Regions from separate parts of the Pan troglodytes genome. Here region 2 is linked to region 1. Evidence: chromatin contacts called from public HiChIP or PLAC-seq data. All regions are on one chromosome and are shown on one strand. Each heading gives the region's core, a stretch centred on a gene start, on an enhancer-like site or on the middle of the called end of the contact. The rest is flanking DNA. Distances are from core to core; before and after follow the strand shown. Region 1 holds the start of XXYLT1 (xyloside xylosyltransferase 1). Region 2 holds the start of ACAP2 (ArfGAP with coiled-coil, ankyrin repeat and PH domains 2).

Evidence for each region. HiChIP or PLAC-seq counts read pairs in DNA pulled down with a chosen protein or histone mark.
Region 2: a contact with region 1 is called in an H3K4me3 HiChIP or PLAC-seq map of stem cell-derived excitatory neurons, with 3 times the contacts expected there. The contact joins the promoter of ACAP2 here to the promoter of XXYLT1 in region 1. A contact is called at or near these places in 1 of 7 Hi-C or Micro-C datasets (stem cell-derived neural progenitor cells) and 1 of 1 datasets of contacts at active chromatin or transcription factors (stem cell-derived excitatory neurons).

The regions. Positions count from the first base shown.
Region 1 is chr2:198,455,628-198,460,227 of NHGRI_mPanTro3-v2.0_pri, reverse strand. XXYLT1 (xyloside xylosyltransferase 1) reads left to right here and starts at 1,983. Exons shown (of 4, transcript XM_516961.7): 1 at 1,983-2,611. The coding sequence starts at 2,108.
Region 2 is chr2:198,631,703-198,636,302 of NHGRI_mPanTro3-v2.0_pri, reverse strand. ACAP2 (ArfGAP with coiled-coil, ankyrin repeat and PH domains 2) reads left to right here and starts at 2,071. Exons shown (of 24, transcript XR_010155408.1): 1 at 2,071-2,583.

The DNA of each region.
Region 1 (4,600 bases), core at 734-3,233:
CCTCAGTCTCCCACATAGCTTGGAGTACGGGTATGAGCCACCTCACCCATTTGTTAGTTTTTTAAATTTCCACCTGCAGTTTGTTGAAAACATCACTTTTAATGACTGCATTATTTTAGCTTTAACCACTTTATTGATGACCATTTGATTCTGATTTTTTGCCATCATGAACCTAGCTTTGCTTTATTTTTATGTTTGCTTTTTGAGACAGGGTCTCGCTCTCTTTCCCCAGGCTGGAGTACAGAGGCACAATCTCGGCTCACTGCATCCTCTGCCTCCTGGGTTCAAGCGATTCTCTTGCCTCAGCCTCTCGAGTAGCTGGAATTACCGGTGTCCGCCACCACACTGCCTTTTTTTTTTTTTTTTTTTTTTTTTTTTTGAGACAGAGTTTTGCTCTTGTCGCCCAGGCTGGAGTGCAGTGTTATGATCTCGGCTCACTGCAACCTCCACCTCTCAGGTTCAAGCGATTCTTCTGCCTCAGCCTCCTGAGTAGCTGGGATTACAGGCGCCCGCCACCATGTCTGGCTAATTTTTTGTATTTTTAGTAGAGACGGGGTTTCGCCATGTTGGGCAGGCTGGTCTCGAACTCCTGGCCTCAGGTGATCTGCCCTCCTCAGCCTCCCAAAGTGCTAGGATTACAGGCGTGAGCCACCATTCCCGGCCTAAGCCACCATGCTTGGCCTTGCTTTTTTCTTATGGTTAAATATTTTGAACATTCTTAAATTATTAGTAAGATTTTCTAGAAATAAAAATGCTGTTTCAATGGTTGAGTATATTTTTGAGACTCATCCAATGTGGTAGGCACCGTGTTAGGTACTGGGTATACTGTGGTTAATAAAAAACAAATGTATATTGTTCTCTTGGAGTCACGTGTTCTTGCAATGAAGAAAGATGAGACTAGGGTAGTACATATATTTAGGTGGCCCTCACAGAATTACTGAGGATGGCACTTAGCCCAGACACTGGATAGGAGGTATTTAGAGATCATTTGTGTAGGTAGTGACATGTAAGCCAAGGTCTGAAGCAGAGAGGTTGGATAATCCATGCAACCTTACAATGTGGAAATGACTCAACAGGAAAAACCGTTTACCTAATCTCTGGTCAGAAATCAGAGAACTTGGCCAAAGAACTGAAGGGTTACTGTAGTTACTCAAGTTCTTTGTCTATTTAGACAGCATGCACAGCACTTGCACGTGTTTACTTAAAAACTACTGGTATAGCCTCAATTCTTAGAAGACTGAAGTTAGTACGTTTTTATCTAGTTAGCAGTGTGCAACTGCCTAGGGTCAAAACTGCTACTGGCTAGCTGTGTGACTTTGGGCACGTGACCTCGGCGTGCAAAACTCCCTGGTACTCTCAAGGAGGCTCTTGATAAAGTGTTAAAAGTCTGTTTATAAAACAAAAGTGGATGAATGTCGCCCTCCAGGGCTTTGCGGTGCTGGGGCTCGGGGAGCAGCCTCGCAGGTTCGTGCGGGCGGCGGGGGCCCCCTGCTGGCCACATCCTCCAGCCTCCCTCCGCTCGGCCTCCGGCGCGACGTGCGGCCCGGGCCATTTCCTCCCAGGGCGGGGGAAAAGGGAGGAGCTGCCGGTTTAAATTGCCTAGCTGCAGCTCGTGTGCAGGGAGAGGCCGAGACGGCTTAAAGCCTCCAAGAAATTGAGGGAAAAAAGGTGCAGAGACTAAAGTTTTACCTCTTGGTGCCTCCAGCTTCGCTTTTGGCTAACCTAAGTTCCTCTGTTCGGGCGCCTCCATTCCCTTCAAGACTCAGCTTGGATATCCTCTGGGGCTCGCCGCGTAGGGCGCCATTTCTCAGCCGGGACAGCGGGCCAGCCCTCAGCACGCTGGAGTCCGGAATCCGCCCCTCCCAACGCCGGGCGCCGGATCCCACCCTAACCCCTCCTCTAATACCCTTGGAACCTAGGACCCAGCGGTTTCGGCACGCCCGGCCCCGCCCCTCCGCGCACCGGCACCCGCGATTGGCTCCAGGCGGCGCGGCCCCGCCCCTGCCATGGCCGCCGCCTGGCGCCGGGGCTAAGTGGCCGCCGGCGTCCGGGTACCCGAGGGCTCTCCCGCGTTGCTGGCACCGCTGGCGCCGCGGCCTCGTAGCGCATGGGCCTCCTCCGAGGCGGGCTCCCATGCGCTCGGGCCATGGCGCGCCTGGGCGCTATACGCTCCCACTACTGCGCCCTGCTGCTGGCCGCGGCGCTGGCCGTCTGCGCCTTCTACTACCTCGGCTCAGGCCGGGAGACCTTCTCCAGCGCCACCAAGAGGCTGAAGGAGGCCCGCGCCGGGGCTCCCGCCGCGCCCTCGCCGCCCGCGCTGGAGCTAGCGCGGGGCTCCGTGGCGCCAGCCCCCGGCGCGAAGGCCAAGAGCTTGGAGGGCGGCGGTGCCGGGCCGGTGGACTACCACCTGCTGATGATGTTCACCAAGGCGGAGCACAATGCCGCGCTGCAGGCCAAGGCCCGCGTCGCGCTGCGCTCACTGCTGCGTCTCGCCAAGTTCGAGGCGCACGAGGTGCTTAACCTTCACTTCGTGAGCGAGGAGGCCAGCCGCGAGGTGGCCAAGGGCCTGCTGCGGGAGCTCCTGCCGCCCGCCGCTGGCTTCAAGTGCAAGGTGAGCGGGCCGCGGCTGGGGACTCCCGGTGGGTGGCCCACCCCATCCTAGGCGAGGTCAGTGCGCGCTCCCGGAGGGGATCCGGGGAACTAGCGGGTAGGATCTTCCCTGAGCTGCCCGCTTGCAGTGTAGTGTTCACAACTTGCGGGAGGTCTCGTTCGGGGGCGTGTCCGGGAGCCAGACGCCCTCAGCTGGTGCTGAGGAGTGGAGCTGCGTTTTTAATGACCGCCTCGTTTTCCTCTCCCCCAGTTAAGTGCAGCCCCCAGGAGATTCCGCGCGCCCCCATTTTGCTAACGTTGCAGGGTTCAGCACTGCCTTCAGAGTCTGCACCTCTGTTTATGTTCCTCAGTTTTTGACTGATGAGGATGGGACTGGTCACCAGTAGTCATCCTGAGCAACTGGAGAGGGCCTTGGTGAGGCCTCTGGAAGTGTTGAAGTTGCAGTGACACTTCTCATTGCTCTTAAGGTATTTCAGTAGGATCTGGTCAAACTCATTGTGAACCATCTTATCTCCTCTCTGTGTCCCTTTTCCCCCTTCCTCCAAGGGTCATGAACCCATTTAGAGAAGCCTGGAGTTCCTCCGAATGAGGAAGAGAAAGCTCAAGAGGAACAGATATGATCTGGGGAGAGCACAGCTGGTCGCCTTGTCCCAGGCTGGACCAATCTGCCTCCATGACAGCTTCCATCTCTGTTTATCATCTCTCTTCACTGCCTGGCTCTCCTTGTCTGAGATGTGTTCCTGACATAGTGTGAATTGCCTAGGTCAAATTGCTTGTTTGATTTTGACCTAATAGTTGTACAGAGGGGATCCGAGGCCAGATTTTAAGGAGTAGTAGGTAATATTAAAGGGTGGAGACTGATGTTGGTTGGGGAAGCATGCTGAGGCAGGAGTTGTGTTATGTGAGTGACTAGGGGAGCTGCTGCCAGGATCCTACAGGCTTCGGGAGTCTGTGATAGCTCCTTGTTGCCTACGGAGTGAAGTCCCAGTTTATTGGTAGGGCTGTTGTGTTGTGAGCCTGGTCCACTTCTCTGGCTTCACCTCTCCTGCTTTGTCTACATGCACCTCATACCTTAGCTATGTATGGAGTGGGCCTTATACATGCTGTACTGTCTGCCCACAGTGTCCTCTTGGGCCCTTGGCCATTCTTTACTCAGCTTTCACCTCTCCTGAGAAAGTCTCTAGACCCTGGGACCTCTGAAGGTCCTCTCTGGAGGAGGAACCTGGCAACCTGTCCCAGGTGATCCTAACGACCCTAATATTTGAGAAACTTTGCACTAGTTCAGGGTAGAAAACTGAGGGCCCTTGGCCATAGGGTCAGTCTGGGCAGATCTTGGGATTTGACCAGGTCTCCAAACACCGCCTTGAAGATCAGCATTGTCATCTCTTCCGGGCCTACTCTGCACCGTTGCCGGGTCTCTGTCCCCTTGTCCCGAGCTCCCGCTGCAGCGCTAGCTGCACACCCAGTGCGTTCCAGCCTACTTGCCTTTGCTTTTGTCATTCCCACTGTTGGGGCGCTCCTTCTCTCCATCTCCAAGTCTTGCCCATCTTCAGAAACCGTCCCCTCCTTGGAGCCAAGGAACCGTCCCTTCTTTCCTTTTCTACTTCCCTGGTGCTGTGACTGTATCATGTCTTATCATCCATCCCTATGTACAATGCCTGGCACTCTTAGTTGGCACCAGAAATATTGGCCCAGAGGTAGATCCAGCCTCAGGGCCGAGCTCCTCCTGTCTTGGAGTAAGTGTTTCATGCTCGGACTACCCCACTTTACTGGGCCCAGTTCCGGCAGCCTCACTCAAGGCCTGGAGGCAGCTGCAAATGACCAGAGGGAACTGATACCTCCTCTGTTGAGGTGTGAGGGTTTAGTGTCTGGGGACTTCTAGCCAGATGTCAGTGATTGGATAAGGGGTTATCAGTCCTGGCATAAAATTGCTCCCGTTACTTCTTTTTTTTTTTTTGAGATGGAGTTTTGCTCTTGTTGCCTAGGCTGG
Region 2 (4,600 bases), core at 822-3,321, 180 kb before region 1:
AGGGCAAGGAAGAAAAATTGTGACAGTGTTATCACTAACTGGGTATATGCAAATTTAGCCATCCACAGAAAGATGTTCACTTGATAATTAGCTTAGTTATTTGCCTTTGTGGTGCCATGCAGTTGAATATTAATTTGAACCCCAAAGTGTCACTTTAGGTATCTTCTAAAAGGCTACACTGTGATGAAGTATTAAAATAATAAGTTATTGTATATGCAGATTAGCTGTCACACATCAGGAACGCAACCAAATATAGGAGAGATTGCCAACTGTCTTAGTAAATTTGACATTGAAGTTACAATGTTAGGGAAGGTTGGCCTGACCACTAATTATGTGCTTGAGGACCCTGTACATTTAACAGTCAATAGTCTGTTTTTAGCTATCAAGAAAAGCTGTGTGGTTTCCAGGAATACACAATTAAAAAAGAAATCAAGTTTATAAGCAAAGAATAAATGAATATAATGCTTCTATATTCTCTGAAATGCCTCAGAATTATGCTGTTAATTTTCCCTTTTCCTTTTTTTTTTTTTTTTTTTGATACAGTGTTTTGCTCTGTCTACCCAGGCTGGAGTGCAGTGGCACAATCATGGCTCACTGCAGTCTTGACTTCCTAGGCTTAAGTGACCCTTCCACCTCAGCCTCATGAGTAACTGGGACTATAGGCATGTGCCTGGCTAATTTTTTGTATATTTTTGTTGAGTTGTAGAGACAGGATTTCACCATGTTGCCCAGGTTGTCTGGAACTCCTGGAGCAAGGAATCTGCTCACCTCGGCCTCCCAAAGTGCTGGGATTACAGGTGTGAGCCACCATGCCCTGTCTATACTGTTAATTTCTAAAGATGCTAAAGAGATCAAGATATCTCTTGATGGGTTACGAAAAACAGTATGTCATCATGCTATACTTAGCCAGACGGTCAGAAAGTTATATTAAGACTTTAGAAGGCTGGGTGTGTGGCTCACACCTGTAATCTCAGCATTTTGGGAGGCTGAGACAGAAGGATCACTTGAGGCCATGAGTTTGAGACCAGCCTGGGGAACGGAACGAAATTGTTTGTTTTTGAGACAAACAAAAACTTCAGACAGTGAAAGTGAGAGAACTTAGACTCAAGCCCTTTGATTATAGTACTGAAGAGGCAAATGGTACAATTAAAATAGCCAACATTTACTGAACGATCGATATGTGGCACTGTGTTAACCGGACAACTTCATCAGATCTGTGTGTTATGTTCATTTTAAAGTGAGAAAGCTGGGACCTAAATCCAGGAAGTTTGCCTCCAGATTCTCACTCAGAGCCACTATGCTGTTAGAACACCCTGCATATTCATTTTTATAGATACGCCCGTGTTTTTTAGGTTGGCTTAAAAATTACTCATTACATATAAGACATCTTTGTACTTTTTACGATCAATGGCATCTTAAAATCAAGGAGTATGGTAAATACCTGCCGTGAGGATCAGATGATAAGTATCTTAAAGTGCTTCTAGAAAAAGTGTGGATTAGAGGGGCAGGTGTTGCAAGGTGAGTACGATGAGCCTGGTCTTCAGAACCCCACCATGGCAGAACAGTGAGAACCACCAGGAGCAAAGTGTCAGTGAGGGGGAATGCTTTCTGCAGTTTTGCGGGGAGTTCCTCCACACGAAGCACCCTACCTCCCATACCTGCCGAAATCTTTCTATGTCCAACCCAAAAGGCAGCTCCTTCAGGAAGTGGTCTCTGGCTATATGAGAAGATGTACATGGGAGCAATTTCCAGATTATGAAGCTATGGAACAAATACATGAAAGATGGATTTTATCACTAAAGTTATCCTCGCTCCTCTCCTGGCCTCAGTTTCTCTAAACTGAAAGGAATAGTTGGCTTAGCCTATCTCTTCCTTTTATAATTTCTGCCTCTAACCTCTTCAGATTTCTGCCAATCTGCTTTGAAAAGCAAATTTCCTTCCTCAGACCTGCAGGAGGCTGCTCCTCTGGGCTGGCAGCTCAGCAGGGCGGGGCTCGGGGAGCAGGAGAAGAGGCGGGGGCTCGGAGGGAAGCGCGGCCGCAGCCACGTGACTTCCTTCCCAAGGAGCCTCAGCTGCCGGCCTCCCAGCAACCGGTGCGTCCCGCCTAGCGACGCCCGCGCATCCCGGTTGGCCCTCGGGGGCGGTTGTGGCAAGGAGGTGCCCACGGTCGCGCTGCTCATTGGCTCGGGGTGCCGTCGCTCAGACCCGTTGCCCGGGCGCCCGCAGGCGGTGCTGCCGGATGCCCCGCCCCTTGGCCGCCAGGTTCGTGGCTGGCTGGCCGCTGCTGTCACTCCCCGGCCGTTTCCCTGCGGCCAGCGCTCTACTTGGGGCGGGAGGAAGAGGGGCCGGACTGGGGCCTGACTAGTCGTCGCCGTCTTCGCGGCTGCTATGACCAGCGGGCGAGGCGCCCTTCGCAGCTCCGCGCAACGCTAGTCGCGGCCGTGCGCCCGCGTAGCCGTCTGCGTCCCCAGCGCGGCCGCTCCCGCGGCCCCCTCGGCTTTGCCAGCGCCGCCTGCGAGGCGGAGGCAGGATGAAGATGACTGTGGATTTCGAGGAGTGTCTGAAGGACTCGCCCCGCTTCAGGTAACCGGCACGGCCGCCCGGCGTCACCGCGGAGCTGCCTTCCCGGCGCTGGGGGCGTGAAAGCCGGGCCCGCGCACCCTGAGGAGGCCCCTCCGTCCGCTCCTTCCGACGGGGCGAGCGGCCGTTGCCGCCGTTTCCCACCCTGCGAGGGCACTGCAGTCCCCACCGAGCCCTCCCGAGGGGCGACGAAGTGGCGGGGACGGGGACGGGGACGTCGCCTCTCATTTCTTTCCTTGCCCTCTGCCGGGGCGGAGCGCCCCGAAGGCCGGCGCACCCTCTCCCGCTGGGGGAAATGGGGTGCAGCCGCGCTCCCGAAGTCCCGTCCCCTTCGCGGGCGCTCGCTCTCGCCCCCTTCCTCCTCTGGCTGCTCTTCCTTCCCCCTTCCTTCCGCCCCTTCTTGGTTTCCACCCCCTCCCCACCCCCTCTTTGAGGGAGCTTTCAGGGCATCCTCTTGCAGTTCATTTAGTTCCTCTTTGCGCTTTTCTGCCCCCCTTCCCCGCGGAGGAGACAGTAGGGGGCGAACTGGGACGCCGACTTCTGCTTCGCGGTGCCCCCGGCCAGAGCGACTCTCCGGAGGGCGCCCGCGGTGGATGCGTGCGGGAATCGCGGGGGGAAGCGCTGTGATCAACCGCATTCCGTGGACCCTAGTTGGTGACTACCGCTTTTCTTTCCACTTAAGCTCGTTGAAGGGGGCACAGCTGTCGAGAGGTACCGGGCTGAGGGCGGAGGACTAGCAGAAAAGTGCATTTCTGTTTTGAGAACGGAAGTAGGAGGGCCGTGAAGATTGCCTGTGTGTTCCTCTTCCAGCAGCCTCTGCCCAGGAGGGCCCGGATCACAGTCGGATGCTCCCAGTGGATCTGTCACAGAGTTGACATGGGGGCACTCCGATTCACATGGGCTGCCCTTCTCTCTATGTGAGAGGCGGTCGTCCTGAGGCCGTCCAGGACACAGGTTCTTTCTGTTTTGAGTATGGTAGGAAAGTCTTGAGTTGTTTTGGACAATGCAGTTTTTCTAGGTTGCGTTTTACAGTGTATTTATTTACAGGGCTGGTCATAGTCCTTACAAATATAAGGCCTTAACACTTCCGTTAGATAGTGACATTTCTTGAAGCTTCCTCTGAGCATTGGCGTGTGTGTGCCCGCTAATGTCTGGGCCAAGCCTGGATTGTAAATTGCATCCTCTGCCTGGGAACTAACTGTTCTCATCCTTAACACTGTTAATTGGATTTCTTATTCTCCTTTCAGCGAAAAAGAAAAGAATTGTAAAACCAAGGAACTGCTACTTAGAGAAAATTTAAGAACGCTTTTTGCGTTTGCCCTTTGATGATTTTTGGGTATTAATTTTATTGGAGCCTAGGGCTATTATTTAAAAAAACCCACTTCCTTTGATAGCTGTTGTTGCGATTCATTTTTGAAACTTTTATGTTCTGCATTATTGAAGGACTCAAGAGACACAAATAGATTTCCTAGGACAGGCGTGCAGGTTGGTTTCCAGGACAGCATGGCAAGTGGAGTAATTTTTAAAGTGCACCTTAGAAAGTTCAGCTTTTTGTGAAATTTTGTTACTATGACTCAGCTATTTATTTTTAAGTGAAAGAAACACAGCATTTTTCCCTTAGAAGATGTAGCTTTGAGCTCCCTTTGTTTCACATTAATTTTTTTTTTTTTAAGTTGAGAGAAGTGATTTGGAAATACTTCTAGCTACTGGGGTTGGTCACAAACCATGTGATGTCTTTGTTTTTGAAATAAAGAAATCATTGAATATAAAATGAGAGGGCAAGATACTGATTAAGTTGTAGGGAATATTATAGTGAACTTTTGTTAAACTTGATTGTAACATAAATTCTATGTTAATTAAAATATTACAGGTTTTCAGGAGTTGTTTCCCATATTCCAATTATTGTTAGCTGCAAATTGGGAAGAGATGCCAAAATTTCAATAACTTCAACATCTTATATACATTTTGGGGACAAATTAGATTTGCAATAGAGGGAAGACTGCCGAGAAATAGAAGTTTC